Linked DNA regions of Mus musculus: region 2 is linked to region 1. Evidence: chromatin contacts called from public ChIA-PET data. All regions are on one chromosome and are shown on one strand. The core of a region is the stretch at or near the end of the contact, and the rest is flanking DNA. Distances in the headings are between cores, read along the strand shown. Region 1 holds the start of Traf3ip3 (TRAF3 interacting protein 3). Region 2 has its middle 31 kb from the start of Gm31753.

Evidence for each region. ChIA-PET counts read pairs in DNA pulled down with a chosen protein or histone mark.
Region 2: an RNA polymerase II ChIA-PET map of memory CD8 T cells shows a contact between it and region 1, with 13 read pairs. The contact joins the enhancer-like site here to the promoter of Traf3ip3 in region 1. A contact is called at or near these places in 1 of 15 datasets of contacts at CTCF or cohesin (CD8 T cells), 2 of 484 Hi-C or Micro-C datasets (embryonic stem cells and liver), 1 of 115 datasets of contacts at active chromatin or transcription factors (memory CD8 T cells) and 1 of 9 other capture datasets (adipose tissue).

Annotation. Positions count from the first base shown.
Region 1 is chr1:193,197,692-193,204,268 of GRCm38.p6, reverse strand. It overlaps Traf3ip3 (TRAF3 interacting protein 3), which reads left to right and starts at 2,723. Exons shown (of 16, transcript NM_153137.4): 1 at 2,723-2,974; 2 at 3,271-3,376; 3 at 6,192-6,577. The coding sequence starts at 6,250.
Region 2 is chr1:193,444,241-193,450,817 of GRCm38.p6, reverse strand. No RefSeq gene overlaps it. Among named protein-coding and RNA genes, the nearest start is that of Gm31753, 31 kb to the left of the region's middle. RefSeq lists an enhancer at 633-1,489. Within about 2 kb of position 2,962, at least 32 of the 459 cell types and tissues checked have an H3K27ac peak or open chromatin away from gene starts, as enhancers often do. A contact at or near this core is called in CD8 T cells and memory CD8 T cells, where this site is marked.

The DNA.
Region 1 (6,577 bases), core at 1,474-3,973:
GATCCTGATATAGGTGCACTATGGCAAGCCTTTGGGTCTTCAGCACTGTTGAGCTAAACAGCAGAGAGAGATGCATTAGCTATGCTGATTCAGGACAAGTGCTGTGTCAGGGACACACATGCTACAGTAAACCACAAGGCAGTTGGAGGTGCGGCAAGCAAAGGGGGATTAGATGAGAGCTCTTAAATTATCCCAGTGGCAAAGGTCAATAACAAGGGTGACAGCTGTCCAAGATTAAACAGGCCAGATGCCCTTTCAGAAGCTGTAAGGTGTGTGTGTGTGTGTGTGTGTGTGTACATGCCCACACACATGTGCATGTGTTACTAGATATATACGTGTGTATGTGGCATGCATATGACTGTGTGTGTGAGGTTGCAATGGGCTTTGTACAAGGTTGTGGCTCTGGCTGTAATGTAATTTTTTTTCATGTAGGGTATATGGGCTGGCCTCAGACTCCCTATGCAGCAAGGAATGACCTTGAACTCCTAATCTTCCTGCCTCCACATTCAGAGCTCTGAGATTATATGTATACACCACCATGATCAATTTATGTGGTACTACAGATGAAACTCAGCCTCATGCAAGTTGGATGGATAGTAAATAGTTCTTGATAACAGGCAGTCACCTCACAGAATCTATACAACAAACACAGATCTTGTCTACCGTGAACCCTTCTTATACAGAAAACCGAGATTTTTATGTCTAAATGACACTCCACCAACAAGGCCCACACAGACCCCACAGAGGGCTGAGTGCCTGATCTGCCACAGATGTGGACTGCAACTAGCTCCATGTAGCATAGCAGACAACCTTGTAAATGTAGGGGATGAATACTATTGCTCCCACCCAATGACTGGATGTTGGACCACCTCTGAGATGTGTGGACATCTGATTTAAAAGTGACCAGCAAAATCCTTGAAAGACTAAAGAGCAAAGTCTTCGAAAGACTAACAACAGTTTGCCTACCCCAGACCTCCTGACAGACTCAAGGTTTGTCAATCAGCTTTCCCTCGCCTTAACAAACTCCCCCAAAAAATAAGTTATGAAGAGAGAAGTTTGGAAGGTTCATTCCATGATCAGTTACCTCAGACGTTTCCAGGCCTGTGATGAGGTGAACAGCAGAGCAGAACTTCGTGATAGGGCAAAAGCTCACCTCATGACTAGAAAGTAAAAAGTGGAGAGAAGAGCCTAGATGGACTCTCCCCTCTGAGGACACACTACCAACAGTCTAACTGCCTCCCAATAAGCCCATTCCCAAGATTCTAGCACCTTCCAGCAGTGCTGAGGTGGGGAGCTAGGCTCTGAGATGTGGAACTTTGGGGGATCCAAACCACAGCATATAGATAGATAGATAGATAGATAGATAGATAGATAGATAGATACCACTAGTAGACTAATAAAAGTACCTGGAGCTTTATTCTAGAATAAATTACTTGGGCTGGTAATGCACTCATGTATTCATGCACCCATGCACTCATGCACTCATGTACCCATGTACTCATGAACCCATGCTATGTGACTTTGAACTTGCATTAACATTAGTCCCAGTAGCATGAGTATAGCACCCAAAGAGTACCCAGCCATAGATAAGAATTTGATCTCTGTATACATTTCTATATAGTTTTTAATAAAGTCCAAAAGGATCTATGGCAATTCTGATACAATCTCCTGTCTCCCTGTGTTCTCGGGTATTTCTCACCCTAGGAGCCTCCTTGGTCTGGGTTCTAGTATAAGAATCTGGCCTGCGTGCTTCCTTCCTGCCTACTTCTTGACTTTTTCTCTTAAGAGAATGAGGAAATAGCAGTCATGAAGAGGACTGTGATAAGTTCTCCATGTTAACAAAACTTATCCTAGCTACTTGAATATATCATTATCTGCCTCACACCTGCTTCATACCTGTCTCACACCTGCCTCACACCTGTCTCACACCTGCCTCACACATTTCGAACTGTATAGTCTCCATACTGAGTGGCTTGTTCAGAAGGTTGCAGAGCAGTCCTTGAACTTGTACAAACTCAGTTTCCTGTTTATCTATCCTGAGTTGCTCTGGGATTTCCCATTTGTAAGTTTCTTTTTAATGTATCAGTTCTCTTTAATTTTTCCCAAAATTTCTTAGTTCAATTCACTGGGATTTTTCAGATTCTTTTGGCTACCTGCCTTCTGCCCTCTAGCCCTCCATATTTCACCCCTCCACACTGCCTCATAAAGACATGAATCCAGGATGCCCTCAAGGATCTGGAACTCCACAAAACACACAGATCCTTCAGACCACAGGAGACTCTACCCAATGCCAGTATTGGGAAAAAGAGACTCCAAACAGCTAGATGGTATGAGAAACATCCCTCCTGGGTCTTACCACAGAAGTGGCAAGGTATAGATATGGCCCAGAATTCATCCCTGTGTAGTCCTAGAAAAACATTTTTTTTTAAACAGGGTTTCATGTAGCTCAGGCTAGCCTTGAACTCAATATGGATGATCTTGACCTCCTGGTCCTCCTGCCTCTACTTCCTGAATGCCGGGGTTTCAGGTCTGGCTTTTAATGCTGGGGGTGGAGTCTAGGGCTTTGTGCTTGCTAGGCAAGTAAGCACTCTACCTACCGAGCTACAGCACCAACCAGAGGAAGTGAATACTGGGCTGAAACTGCCAGAGAGCAGACCAATCAGGTAGTTGGAGAGTGGGTGCCTGGGTGGACTTCCTCACCAGCCCTGGAGGCCCCAAGAGTGCAGGGGCCCTCTCAAATTGCTAAGGGCAAGGAGAGGAACTGAGGTTTGTGAACACTGTGGCTTGTGTTTCCTGTTTCAGCATGCTGCTGTGCGAAAATAACGTCAGTATAAGAAGAAAATGGTGAGGGGGTTTAGAAACTTCTTCAGAAACTCGGCTTGACAGCTTCCCCAGCCTTCTGAGACCAGAGAGACCTAGAAAGAAAGGGCTGAAGGCTCTCCTGAGACACTTGAGACAGAACCTGGGACTTGAGGTAACTGTGGAGGAAGATGCTTTGGGATCTTGGTTTGGATCTGCTGACTTAGGGTGGGGCAGAATACGCTCTGCCATGCCAGCCTCCTGCGTAGCAGCAGGTGGTAGAATGTACTCGATGGGGCTTGTATGACAAAAAAACATCCTGTGCTAGAGACCTCAGGCAACCACAGGGTATGGCTCCCAGCTCTGCTCCGTCTGATGGCTTCGGTTAGGTGTGAGTTGCATGGCTTGGTGTTGGTGTGCTCTGCATCCATAACACAAATTAAATGACTTTTCCCAATCCCTTCAATGTAGGGATCCCTGTAACAGGCTCTTCAGCTCCCGCTGAGAACTCTGAACTAAGAAGGCCAGATTCGTGTAGGAAGCCACCCATCATCTCCTCTGCATACACAGCCAGGAGGTAGGTGCAAAACTGTGGCAAGTCAACATGTCTGTAGTTGAGGGGCAGTGTGCTGCTGTCTTCCTGTGCAGGAAGGAGAGCCTTCCCTAGCCAGTACTAGCCCTTCCTCCGAGCTCTAACTAGGCCCTTTCATGTTGGCCAGGGGTACCTCAGAAACTACAGAAATCCTGGGCAGTGGCCTTGTGACCTTTTTCTGAACTACAGGACCAGTTCCTTTTTTTCTATAGCCTGTCCCTGTCCATCAGACTTTCCATAGCCTACTTGCGTTAAAGCAAGCCAGGATGATCCCACCATCCTAGAAGGCTGTGTGGTTCCATACAGGTGTCACGCCACACCCCAGGAGGTGTAGAAGGCTATGGGTTTGGAGACACTCCTCTCTCTAGGGAGCCATTCCTATTGCAACTTCCTAAGCATTAAGACCTAATGATGCAGAGAGTAAAATAGCCATATTTCAGTGGCCCTACAGACAATAGATGGAGAACAGGAAGAGACATCCTCACAGACCTGTTCTCAACCCCTCAGACCTTTCTTCTTCCCGTCTGGAAGGTAGGGAACCTGGGAGCTCCCTCTGGTAAGTCCCACAGTGGGGAGCCTAAGCCCTCACACTTATAATGGCATCTCCTTTCTTCACCTACCTGTTCTTTGACTTCCTGTCTGACCTAATTGAGTTGATGATTACATCCAGACCACACAGAAGTGTTTTGTCCTTGTAACCCAAACTCAGAGACTACAGGAACCACAGTAAAATTATTCCAAGATGGAGCTACAAGCCCTGTTCAGAACTGAGAGTGGGAGTAGGGGAGTCAGAGGGCAAAATTGATCATTCTCTGTCCTACAGTCTGGCGTTCCCTGGGGCATTTGATTCACAGCACCAAGTTTTCAGTATTCAGCGCCAGCCATGATAACTACAATATTTTTATATCTATTATTTTTAAAAGGCTGTCGCTTATCATATGCCATGTGGTAGGTATATGGTGTGGGTGTTGGGTGTTGTCTTTTAAGGTTCATGCCCCTTCAAGGGAAGTTTTAGCCCCATCTTATAAATAAGAACACTGAGGCTTAGCAACCCCCCCCCCCCCACACACACACACATACCTGTTTGGTGGGTATTGACAACCTAGAAGTGAGTCACAGTCTGGCCCCAAAGCAAGGGTTCCCCTCCTTCAGTGAAGACAGAATAATCGGGTGCTGTGGCTTGAAGATGCACATGTATGTAATTCCAAGTCTCCTCTATATATTCATTTATGACAAAACACAAGTAGGCTTTTTGGCTCATTTTCTACATAATTCAATAAACAGGGTGACATGTGGCAGATCTAGGGAGCCCCACAGAGGGAGAGTGGGAAGAAGCCTGAGAGAAAGGCAAACAACACCTCAGTCCTTGGGGAAAGCTCTGCCCAAGGCAGAGAGTGTCCCTCCAGTCCTCTAGAGTCAGATAATTAAAAGTATACAGGACTTAGTCACACAAGAGCCCTCCAGAGAGTGAGATTGCCCAGCAACAGCCATGTGAATGAGTACTGTGACCAGAGGGAGAATAGGAAGCCTGCACAGGACTCGGTCTTGTGCTAGGATAGGCATCAAAGTCCCAACAAAGAAACACAGGGACCTCTCTTCCTGCAGAGTCTGTGCAGCCTATAAACATGAGGGGTCAGTGTTTGCAAAACCATGGAGGAACTGAATTCCTGGGCAGTGGGATAATCAGGTCATAGAGAAGAGGCAGCGGCTGTGACGAGGACCTTCCTCCATCACCACAGTCTGACCCCAGAGGGTATAGGAGGCAGGGTACAATCTCTGATGGCGGGGTGTAGTTCATCTGAGTCCAGCCCTGGTTCCACCAGGCTACCAGAGCCCAAAATAAGTCTAGCCAAATCCATAGCTGATGGGTGAAGATGAGGGTTTGGGGCACTATATGGATGCCAGGCAAGGCCACCTAGAGGGGCATCAAGGGTGACCTGTCCTGAAAACTGTTCCTTGAGGACTTCCCACTATATAGGTTTCTCTTGTCTTGTTTCTTATGATTTTTAGGATTCCTGTTGAAGGCACCCCACATGCTTGATAGATGGAAGATTTGGGGACCAGACTGAGTCTGGCAGGGAGGTGATCCTAAGAGAATAGAATCTCCCCCTCTGAGTCCCTGAACCAGATTCTCTGAAATGAACCATCAAGCATTTTTAAGGTCCTCAACTAACAGACTGACTTGATCAGCAGCTGAGAGTCAGAGCCCAGCACTAGATACACAGTAGATGACAAAGAGGAAAGTTGGGAGTGCTGATGAAGGAATTAGAGCAGGTTTCCCTAGGTCATGGCAGTCCAGAGCCACAAGATGGCTGCTGAGAGCTAGGAGTGAAACAGAGAGTGCCAGTCACAAACCTGGTCACTTCCTGAGGGGTTGTGGCTATCCTTCTAGGTCTCAAGAAGTGTCACTTAGCAAGAGATAGTAAAGATGACATCATCTTTCCTTTTTAGACTGGGAGATAAAGTGGGCAGGGCTGTCCACAGTTCTACAAGCCACCCACATGGCTGCAGGCTCATTATGGCTACTGTCAGTTCTTCGTGTTTCCTCGCTTAGAGACATCTAGTCAAGGAAGAAGGGGCTCCAGAGAGACCCATCCACTTTAGGAGATCAGTGCTAGAGAAAAGCAGAAACCTGGCCTTACCGGATTGCACCTGTTCATGCAGGATTGAGCCTGGGAGTCCTGACCTTGGGTTCTTAATACACATGGATGGAGCCCTGTGCTACTTCCACCCTGACCCAGAGAGATAGACTGTCAGTTTTCAACCCATCTTCTGACTCCTCCCTCTTGGCATCTGGCAGATCCAAGCAGCTGTTCAAGGAAAGTAAGCCAAACACAACAGGTGCTCGGGAGGCCACCATGATCAGCTCAGACTCGAGGTCCTCCCCTGGCTTGGCTCGGTGGGCTGAGAGCTATGAGGCCAAGTGTGAGCGACGTCAGGAGACCCGAGAAAACCGTCGCCGCCGCCGCAATGAGACCACTTGCCGCCAGCCAGGGAAGGTGCTGAGGACCCAACACAAGGAACGGCTTCAGGGAGCTCGGCAGCTACAGTTCCTCAAAAGGAGAAACCTGGAAGAAGAGAAGAAAGGCCAAGCCAGGGAACAAGGGCCCTCCAGCAAGACAGATGGAGGAACAGGCCAAGTGTCTATCCTCAAGGAGTCCTTGCCTGGTGCCAACAAGGCCTCTT
Region 2 (6,577 bases), core at 1,713-4,212, 250 kb before region 1:
CTTTATCTTCCCACTACAACCCTCTCCATGGTGCACCAGGGCCATTGATTTTATCTTTGACATTCTCTGCTTGAAACTCTGCTTGAAACATATTTCCTTCGTAGCAAAGCCCACATCATATTCGGCTATGAAACACCCATGCCCAGGAAAATGCCCAGTGTGTCAGAGTTCCTCTTGTGAGGTCTGGCAAACAAGCTGATTAATTAATTGATGAGTTTACCAGTGTTGATCGTTACGAGCTCTTGGAGTCAAGTGTCTGGCGCTTACAGAATTCTGTGACCTGGCACTTTACAGATTTGTAGCTCATCTGTCCTTAGCCACCAGCATACAGGAGGGAAGGAGGGCGTGGGGACAGGAGGAAGGACCTTCAAAGCTCTACGCCCCTAGGCGATCACCTGGGGTGCATCAGTCACTGTGGATAGCTCTCAGATCTTATGTCAGGGAGGCACAAAAGCCCAGGAAGGGAATGGTACATCAGGCCCTTCCATGTTCACCCTGTGGCTGTGCTTCTAAATGAAGGAAAACTGAGCAAGAGAAAAAAAAAAGAAAGAAAAAACCAAAAAAACAAAAAACTTCTGAACTCAGACAAGGTGATAATAAAAGACAACCAGGGTTTTATGAAGATGGCCCTGGACAAAGAGGTAGCAGATGGTGTCTGACTCAGTTCCAATACTTTGCATCTTCAGTGAGGTATTGTAGCCTCTTAGAGCCTCCAAAACTGGGCTAGTAATCCTGCCCTAGGTCCTCAGGTGGCTGCCCAACTATTCTGCCTAACAACTCTGCTACAGGCCCTCCAGCAGCTGCCCAGCCATCCTGAACGACTCTAAAGAGACACCCTCAGGAAATACAAGGCTCGGAATTTTCTCTATCTTAAAGTGACTTCCGGAGCCCCCAGGACAGTTATTTTAGAAAAGGTTGAAAGTAAGTTTTCAGGCCTGTGGGCTAATGCACTTCCCTCCGAAAAGAGTGATTCTTAGAGGCGCTCAGAAGCTGGGAAGCTAGCCATAAATAAGGCTTATCTGGCCTGTCCTGCATTGCCAAAATTCTTTTGTTCTGAAATTTAAACAAAGACAGACCTGATGTTTTACTGACCCCTTGTGGACATAAGAGGAAATGGATTTTTCCGGCAGATTTGTATCTCCTGTCATGACTAAGGAAGCCCAACTTTCAACCTCACTGGCCTGATGGAATCCCACAAACTCTTCCATCATCATCCCAGGACTCCCAACTCCTACCCCAGGCACTGGCAGCCATCTCCACTGACCAGCTAACTGGCACTTCAGTCTGTCTGGAGAGCCACTTGACAGCACAATGCTAGATAAGGAAGGCACTGGCATAGTCCCAGGAAGCCATTACAGCACAGACTGGAGTTCCTTCCCTGCCAGAGACTCTGACTGGAGTAGGGAGCGCTGGGGATCTACATCTTACCAAGCAGCAATTCTGATTCCGTGTATTGTTCTGCAGGACCAACCTGAAAATGTCAACATGCTCAAGGTCCCTCCTCTCAGCAGTGAGGAAATTAAGACATTAAAGGGCTGTTCAGTCAGGACTGCCAATAAAGCATGTAAAAATCAATAAAGTCACACAAGCATGAAGGCCTGGGTTTGGTCTCACACCCAGGTAAAAGTTGAACATTATCCTAGTCTGCCTTCTATTGCTGTGATAACCACCACGGCCCAAAGTAGCCTGGGGGAAGGGGTTTGTTTGGCTTATACATCCTTACCTCAGACTATTATTGAAGGAAGTCAGGGCAGGAACTCAAGCAGGAGCAGGGGCAGGAACTATGTGGGAGTGCTGCTTAGCGGCTGTTCTTAGGCCCACAGTTATCTTACCTTTCTTATACAGTCCAGAACCACCTGCCTAGGGATGGTACCACCCACAGTGGGCTGGGCCTTCCCACATCAATCATTAATCAGGAAAATGCTCTACAGATGTACCCATAGGCCAATTCAATGGAGGTGTTTTCTCAGTTGCAGTTCCTCTCCCCAGATATGACTAGGTTTGTGTAAGTTGACAAAACTAAACAGTACAGGACTTATGATGGGCTATGGTCCCAGCACTGGGTTGGGCCAACAGTTGTGGTGGGCCTATGGTCCCAGCACTGAGGTAGACCAACAATTATGGTGGGCCTATGGTCCCAGCACTGGGGTGGGGCAACAAGAGGATCCCTAGGGCTCACTGGACAGCTAGCTTAGCCTTATTTGTGAGTACCAGGTTCAGTGAGAGACCTTGTCTCAAAAAAAACCAATGTAGGGCTCTTGAAGAATCACACCCAGGATGACCTCTGTCATCCGTCCATGTGTGTGTGTGTGTGTGTGTGTGTGTGTGTGTGTACATGTAATCACAGGTATCTGAGGAGGCCAAAGGCAACGGGTAAAGTTGGAGTTATAAACAGCTTTAAGTCACTCATTGTGGATGCTGGGAACTAAACTTTGGGCCTCTGGGAGAGCAGCTACTGCTCTTAACCTCAGAGCCACCTTTGATAGTCTTTATTCTGTAACCTCTTTATTCTATGGTGTAAGAGGTTACACTGGGGTCTACCAGGAGGCCACCCACCCCACCTTATAGGTGTGAAAATGGAGGCTGAGAAAGATGAAATGATAGGCAACAAAAGGCTTCAAGTTAGTGTACTTTAAACCTGAATGTCCCCCACTGCACCAATCCAATCCTATAACACTCAACCCTGATGCAACTGAAAAGCTGTCGAATTCTACACTATGTGATTCTATAGGTTAAAATTTCCTCTTGCTCTGTGGAATGAACTAAGGCCAAAGCCATGGGTATGCTTTATACCTCCGTGCATATATTACAATATGTCACATGTGATACCCATTTGCTATGCTGCAATACATTCTCAGGGAATCCAGCAAAACCGTAGCTTTAGGGTCTGCAGGCATGCTCGTACATGCATATGTCTGCACGGTCTCAAATATATGCATGTGCACACACACACACACACAATCTATCTTCAGAGAAGGCTCTGAAAGTGCAGATGGTAGAGAGATGACTAAAGCCTGCTATGATTAGACTATCCTGGGTGGTTTTAATCCAAAGGAAGAGAATAAAGAATTCTAAATAAGGAGTGATCAAACATGCAGTTACTTTTGCTTGTTCTCGCAGCCTTGTTAATATTACTGCAAAGGGATTTTCAAAGCACAGGTTCTCAAAAGCATAGAAACAAAATGATACAAGCAACAAAATGTTAGAAGCTGCAAAACAGAGTCGTACCTTAATGACTAAGCAAACAAAATGTTAACCCGAAGCCAGCAGTAGAGATACCTCATAAGTGAGGCAGTCTATACCGACAGTACTACAAAGGCTTGGGGACTCACAGAGCAGACACCACTCTGGAGTGTGAAGGAGGCTGGAACTGAAGACAGGAGGTCATGTCTCACTGAGGTCACATATACTGGTTACTCTTCTCACCCTGACAAGAGGCCTGATGGATAGTATATGGCTCACAGCAGTGGCAAAGGAATGCCACTGGAACACTTTACATCTTAGCAGTTTGGGGGGAAGCAAAAAGGGAGGGAAAGAGGGAAAGAGAAAGAGAGAGAACTCAGGCCCACCATACAGCAACCCACTTCCTCTTGCTAAAACCCACTTCTTAAAAGAAACTCTTAAAACAGTGCTACCAGCTGCAGACTAAATGTGCATCGAACGAAGCCTTAGTCCCCAGCTAGAAGTGGTCAGAGATGCCCTAGTTTGTTTCTCTATTGTTGTGATAAACTTCTCACCAAAAGCAATTTGGGGAGCAAAGAGTTTCTTTGGCTTATAAGTTGCAGTTTGTCTTAGAGGGAAGTCAAGGCAGAAGCTGAAGCCGAGAACACAGAGGTGCAGCTTGCTCTCCAAGACTTGCTCACCTTGCTTCCTTATACCACCTAGGCCCACACTGCCCAAAATGGGCTGGGCCTTCTTCCATCAATTAGCAATCAAAAAGATGCCCCTACACACTTACCTACAGGCCAAGCTGATGAAAGGAATTCCTCGGTGGAGGTTTCCCTCCTCCCAGGTGACTCTAGTTTGCTTCAAGTTGATCAGAATTAACCAGCACCGGATGTAATGAAACCCAAAAGGTGGCAGGTTCTGAGAGGTCTACGGGTCATTGAGGTGCTCCCTGGAAAGGGACAGAGAGACTCTGAAACCTCTTTCCTCTTTTTTCATGGCCTGCTCATGAGGTGAGCCGCGGTGACCAACAGCGCACTCTCTCCTGTAATGTGCCAACTTGTCTAGACCAAGGAATGAAACCTCTGAAAAGGAACCAGAGCAAGTCTCCCCTCTTTTTATGTTGGTTACCTCAGGTATTTGTCACAATGGTGGGAAGCACCTCCTGAGGCTCACACAAATCTTTCCTCCCAAGTACCCAGGTGTGGCATCTCTCCTACCCAGACAGAAGTCTGGAGTGCTCCTCTCTGAAGGGATTCAAACAAGATCTCTGGAGTGATAGACACCAGCTAGAGTTGAAGATGGTCATACTAGAAGCAGCATGAAATGAACATTTATTTCTAGCATATTGTGACCTTCAGCTGTGTCCTCCAATTGGTTTACAGAATGCCGCCAAATAAGCTGAAAATGCAAATGCCTGAGATATGATTTCTTTGGAAAATCTAGACAGCTCAAAAGGACAGTTAAGGATCTTCCATTGACCCACCCTACCACATCCCAGAGTCTCAAGCTAGCTCAAACTCCAGTGTTCATTCATTTGTAACTATGAGCAAATCACCAGCAACTCCTAAACATGAAAGGCTTCCTCCAATAAAAACATAAACACCAAAATTAGAGTATCAATAAAGGAACAGACAAGCAAGGAAGACTAGAAGTTTAAAGTTTGCATTATCAAATTCACAGGAGAGGTGTATGTGTGAGACAGAAACAGCATAATTAAAGGGAAATTAAGACAACCGAAAATATCCTTGGATGAGTGCAGAAATAGAATATTCAACAGAAATGTTCAAGGTTAGTTTGAGGACTGTGGATGTGGCTCAGTTGGTAGAAAGCTTGTGCCGTGCCCTTGGTTATGTCTATACCACACAAACTGGACGTGGTGGTACCCACTTGTGATTTCAACACTCAGGAAGCAGAGGCAGGAAGATCTGAAGTTCAAGGTCATTCATGGCTGCAATGCACGCTCATAGCCAGCCTGGGCTGGGCAAATGGGACCTTATCTGGGAAAGAAAAAGTAACTTAAGGAAATTTCCTAAATAGAGGGGAAGGAGAGGGCGAGAGGGCGAGAGGGCGAGAGAGAGAGCCATTTTCCTCCCTTGGGCTTCCACAACAGAACACCATGGGCCAGGCAGTTTATAACTGTTCTGGAGGCTGAGAAGACCAAATGCTGGAGAATTCCCTGGTTTACTGAAGGCCATCCTTCCAGTGTAACCTTTTCAGGGCAGAAGTGGAGAAGGGCTCTCAATGGCACTTAGAAACATCCGTGTGTGTGTGTGTGTGTGTGTGTCTGTCTGTCTGTCTGTCTGTCTGTGTGTCTGTCTACTTGTCTGTGTTTGTGTGTATATCTGTAGCTGTGTGTGTGCATGTGCACTCATGCTACAGTACCCCAGTATGTGGGAGGAGGTTACTATAAGGTTACAACCTTGTAGAACATTGTCTTCCATCTTCCAGCTTGAGATGGTCTCTCTTGTTCGCCTCTACCTACTCCTCCAGGCTACCTGGGCTGCAAACTTCTGGGGATTCTCTTGTCTCTGCCTTCCATCTCCCAGTTGGAGGACCAAAATCACAGATTTTCATTATCACATCTGACTTTACATGAGTTCCAGGATCAGAACTCAGGTCTTTATAGTCACAAAGCAAGCACTTTGTCTACTGATCTGTCTCCCTAGTACCAAGGTCACTTTTATTAGGACACTAACCCCACTCCTGAGGGCTCCACCTTCTTGACCTGAACATGTTTCAACCTCACCCCGATACCATCACATCAGAGATTCAATTTCAACGTGCCACTTTGAGGAGGACACAAACATTGAGTCCATATCCAGAAAGGAAGAGAAAATTAACAGAGCCACAAAGCTCCAACATTCAAATAAGACAGTGGAGAGAGAGCCAACAGAGAGCATAAAAGCATTTGTGAATCTAATCAATGGACTTTCTATAGTTAAAACACAGGCATTTCCTGGTTGAAATGGCCTGTTAAATAGCCATCAAAAGGCCAGTGGCATTATAGTTCTTATAATGTCAAAACAAGAAAGGAAATTAGGGTGCTCTAGAATCTTTTTGGAGTGGTGTGGTCAGAGGAATGTGAAGATATATATATGGTGGGTGGCTGGATTGAGAATGGCCCCATAAGCTCATGTGTTTGAACACCTGGTCCCCAGTTGGTACCACTGTTTGCAGAGGTTAAGGGTACATTTAGGAAGTGAGTCATGCTGGAGGAAGTCCATTGCTGGTGACAAGCTGTGAGAGTTTACAGCCTAAACACTCTCCAGTGGGTTCTCTGCTTTGTGTTTGTAGTTTTGTTTTTAACAACATACTTGTCTTGGTTTGGGTTTTATTGCTGTGAAGAGACACCATGACCAAGGAAATTCCTATAAAAAAAAAAAAAAAAAAACCAACAGCACATAATTGG